Linked DNA regions of Mus musculus: regions 2 and 3 are each linked to region 1. A link is a contact called in public HiChIP or PLAC-seq and promoter capture Hi-C data. All regions are on one chromosome and are shown on one strand. The core of a region is the stretch at or near the end of the contact, and the rest is flanking DNA. Distances in the headings are between cores, read along the strand shown.

Region 1 (3,997 bases), core at 738-3,237:
CTCCTCATCTGACCTGGCTCTATTCAATTGTCACAAGCTGTACTCATAGTTTTATTGTTTGTTTTAGATTTACAACTTTCTGAGTATGAGTAGTTTGCTTGCATGTATGTTTGAGTACCACATATGTGCCTGTGTTGGATGTCTTGGTGTTGGGTCCCCCCTGCCCTTCCCCCACAACTGAAGTTACAGAAGGTTGTGAGCCACCACGTGAATGCTGGGACTTGAACCCAAGTCCTCTTTGCAAGGGCAAGTGCTCTTCACTGCTCAATCAATCCTCCGGCCCTGTTCTCATGTCTTAATATTTAAAATATGTATTTAATGTTATATATACCAAACATTATTTAATGCATATTTAGTATTTGTAATGTCTTCCCCCCACCCCCTCTGATCTTTCCACTAGGATGTCAGCTTCAGGAAAGCAGGAATTTAGGGCAAAAGAATAAACACGTCCGCAGCAAAGCACAGGACTTAGGAAAGCAAATGGGCAGAGTTCAGCCATGCTGAGCAACCATGTTGTATGTTGTAAGAGATCTTCATCTGGACTTAGCTCTGCACATCGTCTCATCCAGGAGCACAGCTGGGGAAGGGACAGGTAGGTTTAATTCCCTAATAGAATAACATGTTTTTAATAGTTGCTTTACCTCTTTAATTCGAAACTGAGCCTCACTACGTAAAACCCAGCCAGGCCGGCCTTACATTTCACATTCTCCAGCCTCAGCCCAGCTGTTTACTTGTAAAACAAAACCCAAAAGTCCCAGCTGTCTTTTCACTTAAAATATGTTCTTACATCCTCATCACCAGTGCGGCTGGGTTCTGGTACCAGCTTCAGCACCCCACAGTACCAGGGTTCAGTCCTGCAGTTTGCGCTCACACTTTCTCTCCAGCTCTGCCATCTCCTTAAGGACCAACGCCACGCTGTAGCGCAGCTCCTGGAATTTGGCTATGGGCACCTCGAAGCGGTGTGCCGATCCATCTGTGAGCTTCAGCTGCATGAGAACACTCGGTTGCAGGGAGCGGGACTGAGCACTGGTTGAGATGGCCACATCCACCCGCCACCGGAAATTCGACACACGAGGCAGCGAGGATCCCTGCTGCTGGGCTACAGAGTCGAGAAGAGGGCGTTGACTCCCAAATGCCAAACTGGCCAGATCTCCAATCATATCTTGGGGAATGCCAAGTTCCTGGAGTTCGTCCTGGAAGGCATCTGGTTTCAGACTGGCAGGGGGCAGCCGGAGAGCCTGCTGGAGCAGGGTGTGTGTGCCCGCCAGCAGGACGGCCAGACGCTCCTCTGACAGGTTGGCGCTGGCACCAAGGTGCTGCACGGCCTCTCTGCAGTCTTTCCCATGGAGGGCCCCGACTACGAGTTTCAACAACTTTCTGAAGGTGCTCCTGTCTAAGTCCTTCAAGAGCTGGGCCACTGCCGTCACTTCTGCAGAGGGCTGGGAACCCAGGAAACTGACCCGGCCGCTGTGACTGTCAGTTGGATGGTGTAAGTATGGAGCCGCAGCCCCCAACGCAGACATCCTTCCTTTCCCTTTCTTGACCAGGCCGGAGAGAAGGTACTAACCACAGTAGCCTGGAGAGGTGAAGGAGAGACAAGTGACTTCCTACTCGGGAGCTTCATGTACTAAAAACTGGGGGTGGATGAGGGGCTCCCACCCGCCTGTCTACCAAGGATAGATAGCAAATAGGATGCATGCTTTGGAGGTGGCCCTGAGACCTTGCGGCAAAGGAGCCCGCCTGAGTCTAGCAGAAGGGAGGCGTCCCGGAGATTTAACAGTTGGCAGGGAAAAGAACCAAGAAACTGAAGCGCGCACCAAAATCCTACATAAATAGGGAACGAGGACCCCCCCAAACCCTGAATCCTCATCATAGCTCTGGAAGACCTAAATCACACATTACAAATACAAACTAAGCCTTGAACGCCCTCTGCACCTGGAGGAAGCTATCCGCAGGAGCTGGCTGTGGCTGGCAGCAGCTGAAACTTGGCCGAGTCTCAGGAAGTGCCACTTAGACACTTCCGGGCCGCTCTAGGAAAGCGCGACCGTGGCTCTCTGTGGTCCCGGGAGCCGAGCGCATGCGCCGCCCGGTCGCTTGCCTTCTAACAGTGTTTTGGGAAGCGAGAGGAAAGTTCAGTTAGCTTCCGTGTGGGATGCATGGATTCTGCTGGCCTGTGCAGCCCCATGTGAAGAACAGACGTAAGAATTATTGTGGTTGATGCCAACGAATTGCATATTTTAAAATACTTAGATGGTCTAGGCGGCGGCCCACGTCTTTTAATCCGAGCACTAGGAGGCAGAAACAGTTCAAGGTCAGTCGGGTCTACACAGAGTTCCAGCACAGGCAGCGCTACATACCCTGTCTCAAACAAACAAACAAACAAACCCAAACAATTTCAATAAACCAAACAGAATTCCCCGCAGAAGTGGGGGGGGGGGGTAAATTTGTGTGGTATATGCATTATAGCCCCAAGAAGCTTTTGGGGTAGGTGATTAATTTTGCCGGCAAAGTCTGGACGTTTTATCAAGGATGGTATGAATGGCTAATGACCCAGCCCTGGTGATATAAGCGAGTGATCGGAAGAGCCTGGGACAGGATGATCGCAAACCCAAGGCAGGGCTAATCTGGGCTCCAGAGTGAGTTCAAGGTCAACCTGAAGAACTTGGTGTGTTGCTTCATCAGAGATTGGAGGAAGTTGGGCGTTATGGTGTACACCTTTAATTCCAACACTTGGGAGGCAGAGGCAAAGAGATCTCTGTGAGTTCTAGGCCAGTCAGGGCTACACAGAGATTCCATCTTAAATAAATAACACACACAGACACACACACACACACACACACACTTCCTAAGCAGCCAAAATTAATTTCGTGATATAGCAGAAATATAATGGTTCCAGAAGCTCTAAGTGTTGATAGGACCATGTTCTTGAGCCCCTTGCAACATTAGCTTGCAGCCAAACATCCTTGACATTCCTTAGCTTGGATATATCACTCTAATCTCTGTCTCCAGACAGACTGCTTCTGCTCCTGAATGCTGGAATTAAAGGCATGTGCCATGCCACCACTTCCTGGCTCACTGCCTCCATCTTTAGGTGGGATTTCGACTTTCCTGTAAGCATTCTCATGACTTCACTTACCAGGACCATTGTTCCAAATAGTGTCTCATTTACTCTCAGGTTCCGGAGATCTTAGGACTCCAGGATATCTTTTGAAGAACAAAATTCAACCTATATCTAATATATGTTCATAAAAGCCTTTTGTTTGGGGATCTTTTTTTTTTTTTAGCGAAGGGGATGTGCATTTCTGTGTGTGCTCACGTGTGTGTGGGTACACATGTATGTGTAAATGCATGTGCATATGTGTGCATGTGGAGACAGAGGTCACCATGGCTGGTGGCATTTTGTTTGTTTGTTTGTTTTTCCGAGACAGGGTTTCTGTGTGTAGCCCTGGCTGTCCTAGAACTCACTTTGTAGACCAGGCTGTCCTGGAACTCAGAGATCCACTTGCCTCTGCCTCCCGAGTGCTGGGATTAAAGGCATGCGCCACCACGCCCGGCGGCTGGTGGTATTTTAAGGGAGAGTGTGGAGCCTGCTCTCTATTTAACATAACTGGAGCCATTTTGTATCCAGTCTCCATTTTGTTCATAAGTTAAAATTAAGTTCAGGTTCTCAGGCTCCACTTCCCAGAAGAAATTATCCATAGCTGACACTGGAGACTGCTACTCAGCCAAAAAGTTAGGGTTCACCTCTACTCTATTATCTCAATGTATTGCGCCCCCCATCCTCTCTTACTTCACCTAAGACCAATAAGTTAGCTGTATGGTTAGCCAAAAATGTTATGCCTCTTCACTTCCTGACTTTTCCTATAAAACGCCTGCCCTGAGGCCTGGCTGATACACTTAGGCTCTGGGTCTTTTTGGTGGTCCTGATTGATGAGTCTGGGGTATGCGTTCAATAAGTTCTTAACTGAGGTTGATGTGGGTTTCATGTGGCAATTCT
Region 2 (3,997 bases), core at 375-2,874, 890 kb after region 1:
CTTTATGCTGGTACCCCCGTCCTCTACAATTCTGGATCTGCCTGTCCTTCTGTGTTCTAACACCATCCTCTAAATCGCTGGGCTAGAAGCTCAACAGCCTGAGCTCTGCGGACTTGCTTTCAACTACTGCCAACGTGGGTCTGCTGAACACAGCCCCTCCCCACCCGCAAACCCTCTTCCTTCTTGGCCTTGGGAATCTCTGCTGTCTGGTTCTGGAAGCAATGCCCTTCTCCCTAGTATACAAGGCAGGCCCCCCATTCACTCCTCTTGGAAGAACTTTCCGCTCCTGTTTTAGTAGGGTCTTCCAGTGCCCTAGAACCCCTCACAGGGCCAATGAATAGGAAAGCGGGTAGTGCAATCGCTGACTCCATACACTTATGTACCCACTAGGCTGGGGCCGCAGGGCTCCAGAGTGCATTTGGGGATGGAGTTAATGAAATGTTATCCTAAAAGTAGGACCAGAAAGTGACTGAAAGTAAGCTGTCTTACGGACAATGTTCAGGCAGGTGGCAGACACTGAGAATCTAGGACAGGAGAAGTGGTAGGTAGGAAGCTGGCTTGGACATGTGACTGAGTTCAGGGCACGGCATGCGTAGAGGAGTGGGTTGGAGGGAGGGCTGGGTAGATTAGGGCTCTAGGAGGAACTAAGTCCTTAGGTGTACGGGTGATGTGTTGGGGTCGATACAACCATGAGGTTCCCTGTCTGTAGAGGATCCAGTACTTGCAGCATCTTGGGTGCAGCCTCTTTTAATGTGCATGTATTAAGACGGGACCTTTGTGTCTTCAGTTGGTTTGCACAGGAAAGGATCAGTGGGTGCCAGGACCGACACTGTTGGAGCAGTTTAGAGAGTGATCCTCATGTGAGATGGGGACTTGGGGGGTACGATTGGTTTGCGGGATTCTGTGTGGCAGAGGGGCTTCTGCTGGCGGATCACTCCAGATTCCCTTGTGCCTGAGGGGTCCCATGGGTACGGGTGAGTGCGCAGGAACCTTTATGGTTGGGCAAATGAGTGGGGAGGTCCGTGGAGTTCCTATGCTGTCGGTCTCATGCGCGAAGATGAGCCTGCGGGGAGTGGACTGGGGAAACTAGAGGTGTGTCTGCGAACGGTAGGGCGGTCACTTGAGTGAGATGGGTACCCAAACACCCCCCCCCCCCCCCCCCGTCTGAGACCTCACCTGCCTCACCTGCCTCTCGCAACACAGAGGCCAGAAGCTCCGCCCCTCGCGTCGAGCTGGCCAGTTTCCTAGCGACTAAGCCGGAACTTCCGAGTTACCCCAACTTCCGGGGCGAGGGTCAGGGGTCGGCAGTAGGGGCTTTGAGCGATCGGTTTTCAAATAGGTTCAAGGGGCTTCAGTGTCCGGAAAGACGAGGCTCTAGAAATCCGGAGCGGCGCTGGCCAGGGTCCGGAGCGCAGCTCTGGGGCTCCACCAGAGCGCTCAGGGGTCGGGGTTGGGGTGTGGGCTGGGGGCGCCAGTGAAGCCACACTGGGAACCCGGGATCGCGGCCGGGGTCCGGGGCGCGGAGGGCGCAGGAATGCGGGCGCGTCGGGGTGGGGCCGCCCCGCCCAGGTGCTGCCCGGACAGGCAGGAGGCAGAGCGCGGGCGGGGCGGGGGCGGGCGCGTGAATCAGGCCGAACGGGCGGGCGGGCCGCGGCGGGGAGTGGCTGTCGGACGGACGGGACCGCGAGGCCGCTGGGCGGCGGTGGGCTCCTGCTGCCCCTGTGCCGAAACCCCGCTCACCTGGCCAGGTAGGGCTCCCGCCCCGGAGCGGGCCGGGCACAGCACGGCGGGGCGAGGCACACGGGACGGGAGGCTCGGGCCTCCGCGCGGTGCCACCTGGGTCTGGTCTCTGGACCTGGGCCGGGCGGTGCAGTGAGCGCGTGCTTTGGGACTGGGTGGGAGACAGGGAGACTGCGCTCCGGGGCACTGGGTGAGGGATTTTCCAGGGTCACGCTGGCAAGTAGGAGACTGAACAGTGCGATTCGCTCTGGCGGCCTAGGTATTGTCAGGACATGACCTGTACCTTTCCCGGAGCCTCTCCCCGAGCCGCCATGAACCGGGGTGTCTAGGGCTGGGTCCTTGTGTGGAAGGCAGGGAAAACTGGACTCTCCTAACTCCTGATCTCATATCCCTGGACTGGATCGGCAGATAAGATACCTGGCCTGGGTAGCCGCTAACTTCCTGGGGTACAGTAACACCTTTGGGCCTTGCAGTGCCTAACCTGAAAGCTGTATAATTCATCGACTTCCGGTCTTCCTAGGTTCTTCTTGTCCCCCACAACCCCAATCCTTCTTGATCACAATCATCCTGTCATCCTCTTTGTGTAGTAGCCTAAGGTCCTCAACCATGGATCCCCCTTCCAGACCCAGGAACACTACTACCTCCTGCCAGACAGGAGAGGAAAGGGTCATTTTCTTGCCCTACTTGTGGTGAAGGGCCTGGGGCTAGCTTCAGGTAGGAGGTCAGGAACAAAAAATTCCTGCTGAGTCACTGGTTTGGGTGGGATAGGCTCCTTCCTTAAGCAGGGCCCCACTTGGATAGGCAGATGTCAGTGAGCAGGCTGTTGGATTCATCGCTGATAGGAGTGGTCACCGCCCCGTCTATCGTCAAGGGGCGATGTGTACCAGTGAATGATTGTAAGGGCATTTAAGGTCGTGTGTGACTTCTGTGAGGTCAGGTACCACAGTGGCCGCTCAGGACTAAGGCCACTTCCCAACCCATGTGTCTCTGAGGGTTCTCACCACTGGCTAGACAGTATCAGTTCTCAGTCTTATACAAGGAAGTGTCCCCTCAGCGTGAGCATGCTAGGATCCCCAGGTAGTGTGGGAATGCTGCCTAGGAGAGCTGGCTCCAGTCTGAGACCTGTCCAAGCAGACAGGCCCGCATCAGACCCCAGGTGCTCTGCTTCCATCTCCCCAGAACAGTGTGCCACGCCTCACATTGCAGACAGGAAGGAAAAGCAACAGCCTTAGGTCAGGGCAATGCCCCAGAGGGAAGTCGGAGCACTCTTCTTAGGGCCAGTAGACATAGGAGTGTCCCCACCTCCAATCTCTGTCACACTTGGACTTGCTAATGTGTTACGCCATGCCCCTAGGGGTGGCAGACACTGTAGCTCCCTGGGTCATACACAGCAGAGTCCCGCTGGACCCCCAACGTCATTGAACAAGTATCCCCTAATACCAGAGCTGCCATCCTGTCAGCATCGCTGGCCCACTCCTCAAGGCACTCCTCCTCCTGGGCAGAAATACTTCCCTAGTTTGGACTATCATCCAGGAACCTGTGTGCTAGGCAGGGCAAGAGTCCCAAGCCATTTCAAACCTGTGGAGCAGTGGGGAATGGTATGAGCCTGCCCTAAGGCAACTTCCAGGCCAGAGGCCACCAGGTTTGCAGGCGTTTGGTTGTCACTTCTAATGCCTTCTTCAACCACAAGCTTCTGCTACTCGCACTCATGGCCCAGGGACCTCCTGATGTGGACATGAACGGTTTCTCGGGCACATACTTGCCAGTGAACTCAGACCAGGCTGGACCTGGGCTAGCCCGTGACATCTGGCTTCCAAGGCACAGGAGTCATGCTCTCTCATGAGCGCACATGCACGCACGTGTGTGTGCACACACACACACACACCAGCCACTAGAGAACAGTGATCCTGAGGCACCTGTGATGGGGGACGCTGACAGAGAACTTGGGACGAGGCTTGTAGCAAAGTCTTCCTTCATTCTTAGTGTATTAGGGAGAGGGTGGAGATCCGGGGCCTTGGGTATTGGCAATGGCTCTGTTGCCATCAGGATGGGTGAGTGAGTCTGGGAGGGTATAAAGAAGAGACCCTACAGGGAACTGTGAGTTCCCAAGGAACTGTGGCCCAGGGAGGTTTTAGCTGAGGTGAGACGGAAGCAAGGGTGAAGATTTTCAGAGAGGTCGAAGGTTGAGGAGTCAGGACAGGGAGATCAGTGAAGGGACTGTGGGCAGATGCAGGTGTGGACTGAGGAAAGAGGTGTG
Region 3 (3,997 bases), core at 813-3,312, 780 kb after region 1:
GGACTAGGCGCATCCTCACCCACTAAGACCGGACAAGGCAGTCTTAGGGGAACAGGACAGTCCCTGCTCCAGTTGTTGGGGAACCCCCATCTTTTTTAAGGGCAGCAGTCACATCGATGCCTACATTCCACTGTGATCACATGTATAACTGCTAGTTATACATGCAACTGCCTCTCTCTAAGGCTGGCACTTCATCATGGGAACGGGCGGTGGTGATGGTGGATACAATTCAACCACAGGGAGGACCTTGCTGGCTTTCTTCACCTTGCTCTGAGCATCAGCACAATGTGGGGTGTGGCTGCCCTCCCTACACTGAAGAGGCCTAGGGGTAGAAGGACTGGGCCAGCATGTGTGGTCCTCTTGCTAAGGTGATGAACAGTGCAAGGCACTAGATGAACAGAGTAAGGGAGAGGGCTCAAGATCTGAGACCCACGGAGGCAAAAAGACTTTGCCCTTCAACTTTTCCCGCTCTGAAAACCGATAGTACATCAGGCTACTCTGACGGCAGGAGTTCCTGTGGGAACAGCAAACCCTGGCAGTGTCATGGCTAGGAAGGAGAGGAGCTGCTGACTATGGGAGCACCTGCCACTTGGGCCTGCTGATGGACCTGCAGGGCTGCCGGGCTGCCATGTCTAGCCCCTCCTGCGAGAGGTGAGCCTGCTCACCAGCTGCTCCCACCCCACTCACACTGGCCCTCTACCCTGCTCATGGCTGTTCATCTCTTCTCCAGGATACACACCCTGGAAGGGGTGCTGCTGCTTGTGGGCCACCTTGTAGAGAAGTTGGTCTTGTGCCCCCATAGACTGAGCCAAGCGGAACCCTTGGGGATCAAGGTGGGACCAGTGGCCAGAGGCTCTGGCCTGTACTGTAACTGTGTAGCAATCCAGGGTTAGCCTATTGATACTGGACACATCTGTCCTTGAGCCACACCCTCTGTAAGACCATTTGGAGGTGCTGGAAGGCCTAAAGTGCTGGGCAGAACTTCTAAGAGGCTCTGGGGGATGAGGACGTTGGCTCAAGAGAGGTGGTGAAGTGGTGGGCAATTTTGGCATGGGGTCCTCCAAGTTCCCTAACATTTCCCCCTAATGCATAGGTGGTACAAGCCCACAGCTTGTTAGAGGAGATGCCTCCGGCCCTCACCCCAAAGTACTGGACTCGAGCCCCAAGGGAGATACTGGCTTTGATGAGTCTTGACCAGGAGCCGCCTGGGGATCTGGCGAGTAGAGCTAAGGCTTGCCTCCTGGGGAAGATTCCAAAAGAACTGAGCTGGAGGCCATGGTGGTCAGAGGTCATGGAGAACTGGAGTCTTAGGAAGCCAGAGCATAGCAAGAGGAGCGAGGACAAAAGGGACCAGTGGGAACGGCTGGAACAGGGCCACCAGGTACAGGTAAGGGCAGATAGATCCATAGATCTGGGCACATGAAAAGGACTTGGTCTTACCTCCCAGCAAGGAGCCAACATACACCAGGGTCTTGTAAAGACACTATCTGTATTGACTTGGTCATAAAATAAAGTGGTCTGGGGTGTGCTTTGTACCCGAAGCCACAGGCAGCATTGAAACATTTCCCAGTAGGATCCTGCAGATAGCTTCCTGTCAACTGAGGAGCAGGACAGCGTGGGACAAGGCTGGCCTAGCTATAACTGGGGGAGACGTGGGCCTCTCCACAAGGTCTCCATCACATTCAAGCCAGGGCTCTCCAGTGGCCAGAAACAGCCCAATAGCGTGGTCAGAGCAAGAAACCCAGAAGGGTCAAGTGCATCAGGGGCCAGAGGCAGGCCCAAGGTCCAGGGAGCCTTGGTAAGCAGGTGTGAGTGTGGGCCTGTAACGGTGGGGAGGACAGAGCCCCAGGAACTGCCCCAACCCCTGTATTGAAGGCTTGGTGTCATAACCCCACTCCCCCCACCTCTGGCTCCATAGGCAGCTCGAGGAGCCATGATGGTTCGTGTTGGAGGTGGTTGGGCAGCTTTGGATGAATTTCTGGTCAAAAATGACCCAGTCAGAGGTGAGAGCTGGGGTAGGACAGGACATGTAAGTCATCAGGGTGTGGTGGTGGTGGTGGTGGATGGGCAGGAGAGGTGTGCCATCTGCTTTGGCCTAGCGACATGGGATCTCTGAGCAGCAAAGGGGAGAACCAGCCAGAAGATCCACGAAAGGTTCCTGTGCTGGACTCCTAGTGTGCCAGCCCCTGAGGTCATCACCCTGAGGCTCTGGACCTCCAACCAAATGGGCACTAACAGACCCCTGTCTCTGAAGGTGAGAGCTGGGATGGGCTTCAGAGCTAGGTCCTCCTGATGCTAGGTCCTCCTGATGCTAGGTTCTCCTGATGCTGGGTCCTTCAGATGGACTGAGGAACTTATTTGAGCCCCAGGGGGGTGGGAAATGTCAGGGAGCTGAATGGTGAGATGAAGCCTGGCCACCCCTTGCAGACAGGGCTGCCAATTGTCAAAGACCGCAGAGACTCCAGCTCCTACAAGGTCAAAACCTCAGAGCAGTCCACTGAGGAGCTGTGAAGACTCCAAGATCCAGAAGATAGGGACAGGAAACCGTGGCAGAGCATGCTCAGGGACTGAGCAGGAGCTTGGAGCACACAGAGTGGGGTTGGGTCTCTCACCAGGCTGGCCTCGAACTCAGAAATCTGCCTGCCTCTGCCTCCCAGGTGCTGGGATTAAAGGCGTGCACCGCCACTGTCCCGGCATGTCTCTCACTCTCAGCAATAAAGAGGAGTTTGGGGAACTGAAACTCTCTTTGGTGGGTCTTCATTTCCCTTGCAAACTTCATTCAAAAGCCACAGAGCCCATGTTGCTCTCCACTCCCAACCCAGAGCAGGCCCGCATTCTTTTTCAATGACTTGTAGTAGGGAGGGAGGGAGGGAGGGAGGAAAGGAGGGACTTTGCAACTCAACAGCCTCTCCCAGCTTGAGTTGCTCAGAGGTAGCCCTGCCCCATGCTTTAGTTTGTGTTCACCTGCCCACTCCACCTGTCCTGTGGGGTGCCCAACCTGGCTTTCAGCCCCGCCTACCGCCCTCAATGGGGAAGGGACTTGGGTCAACATAGGGAGGGGCCATGCCGATTTAAATGCTTGTGGCGCGGGGCTCCCGGCGTGGAGGGAGCGGAGAGACAGAGGACCGCGCCAGCCTTGTCACGACAGGTGAGGAAATGAGGGCAGTTTGGAGAACCGAAACTGAAAAGCTGTGGGAACCAGAGGCCAGCGGCCCCAGGCGGACTTAGTGAGGGGCTGCGGGACCGTTCTGGGCCCCATTTACCTGGGTCATCTGAGCTCAGATGGGAGGTGGGAGGCCCCTGAGTCTTGGGATCGTTCGGGAAACTGAGGACCCTGCCAGGCTGCTGTGCGGTCTCGCGAGGGTGTGGGTTGGTTTCTAGCAGATGTGTGGTGTGCTGTTTGGCCCTGCAGGTGCTGTAATCCTTGTCCATCTAGGGTGAGCAGCCATAGGGATATAGCCCTTGGGTGGTATCAAGATCCTTGGGAAGAAGAGGACGGGGTGGGGGGAGGGTCGGGGGGCAGGGCTGCGTCCCTACCCCCACTTGCTTATCATGCCAACCTTGGCACGAGGTCACTGACTCCTGGGGCCCTTCTTGATGCTGGTTTCAGTGGGGGCAAAGGCCAGATTTTCAGTCTCCATGTGCGCTGGGCTCCATGTGCCTGGCTTCCCAGTTCTGTTCTGATCTAGCACAGAGCAAGCAACAGTTGTAGCGGACCCTTGTGCCCATCCTTGTCCCTGCCTGGGGTGAGGGACCCACCCTTCAGTGTGGTGACAAAGGGTGTTCGATACCCCAGAAGTCCTGACTCTCTTTCCTCTTGGCACCTAGGGAATCCTGTGGTGGGCTTCAAGGGAGACAGGGAGAGCTTCATCTCTCGTAACTCTTTGCCTGGGGAATATGTGCTGCCTACCTTCCCCAGCCCCTTCATGACTTACTTATGCTGCTGCCCCAAAGCCCAGGACCCTGATTTTTTACCTTTATCAACACTACCTGGGTC

The links. Promoter capture Hi-C pulls out the DNA fragments that hold promoters and counts their contacts. HiChIP or PLAC-seq counts read pairs in DNA pulled down with a chosen protein or histone mark.
Region 2: a promoter capture Hi-C map of the SN4741 cell line shows a contact between it and region 1, with 5 times the contacts expected there. The contact joins the promoter of Fam83h here to the promoter of Commd5 in region 1. A contact is called at or near these places in 3 of 39 promoter capture datasets (the SN4741 cell line, embryonic stem cells and liver) and 1 of 115 datasets of contacts at active chromatin or transcription factors (pancreatic cancer cells).
Region 3: a contact with region 1 is called in a FOXA1 HiChIP or PLAC-seq map of pancreatic cancer cells. The contact joins the promoter of Eppk1 here to the promoter of Commd5 in region 1.

The regions. Positions count from the first base shown.
Region 1 is chr15:76,897,931-76,901,927 of GRCm38.p6, reverse strand. Commd5 (COMM domain containing 5) reads right to left here and starts at 1,987. Exons shown (of 2, transcript NM_025536.2): 1 at 1,936-1,987; 2 at 631-1,576. The coding sequence starts at 1,523. The coding sequence ends at 849.
Region 2 is chr15:76,007,125-76,011,121 of GRCm38.p6, reverse strand. Fam83h (family with sequence similarity 83, member H) reads left to right here and starts at 1,624. Exons shown (of 5, transcript NM_001168253.1): 1 at 1,624-1,748. Iqank1 (IQ motif and ankyrin repeat containing 1) reads right to left here and starts at 1,253. Exons shown (of 14, transcript NM_001370920.1): 1 at 1,177-1,253.
Region 3 is chr15:76,118,260-76,122,256 of GRCm38.p6, reverse strand. Eppk1 (epiplakin 1) reads left to right here and starts at 2,062. Exons shown (of 3, transcript NM_144848.2): 1 at 2,062-3,148. It overlaps BC024139 (cDNA sequence BC024139), which reads left to right. Exons shown (of 16, transcript NM_001142968.1): 10 at 509-651; 11 at 731-833; 12 at 1,094-1,387; 13 at 1,574-1,798; 14 at 1,919-2,003; 15 at 2,121-2,254; 16 at 2,428-2,740. The coding sequence ends at 2,511. Gm52196 (a long non-coding RNA gene) reads right to left here. Exons shown (of 3, transcript XR_003951574.1): 2 at 3,561-3,685; 3 at 3,109-3,480.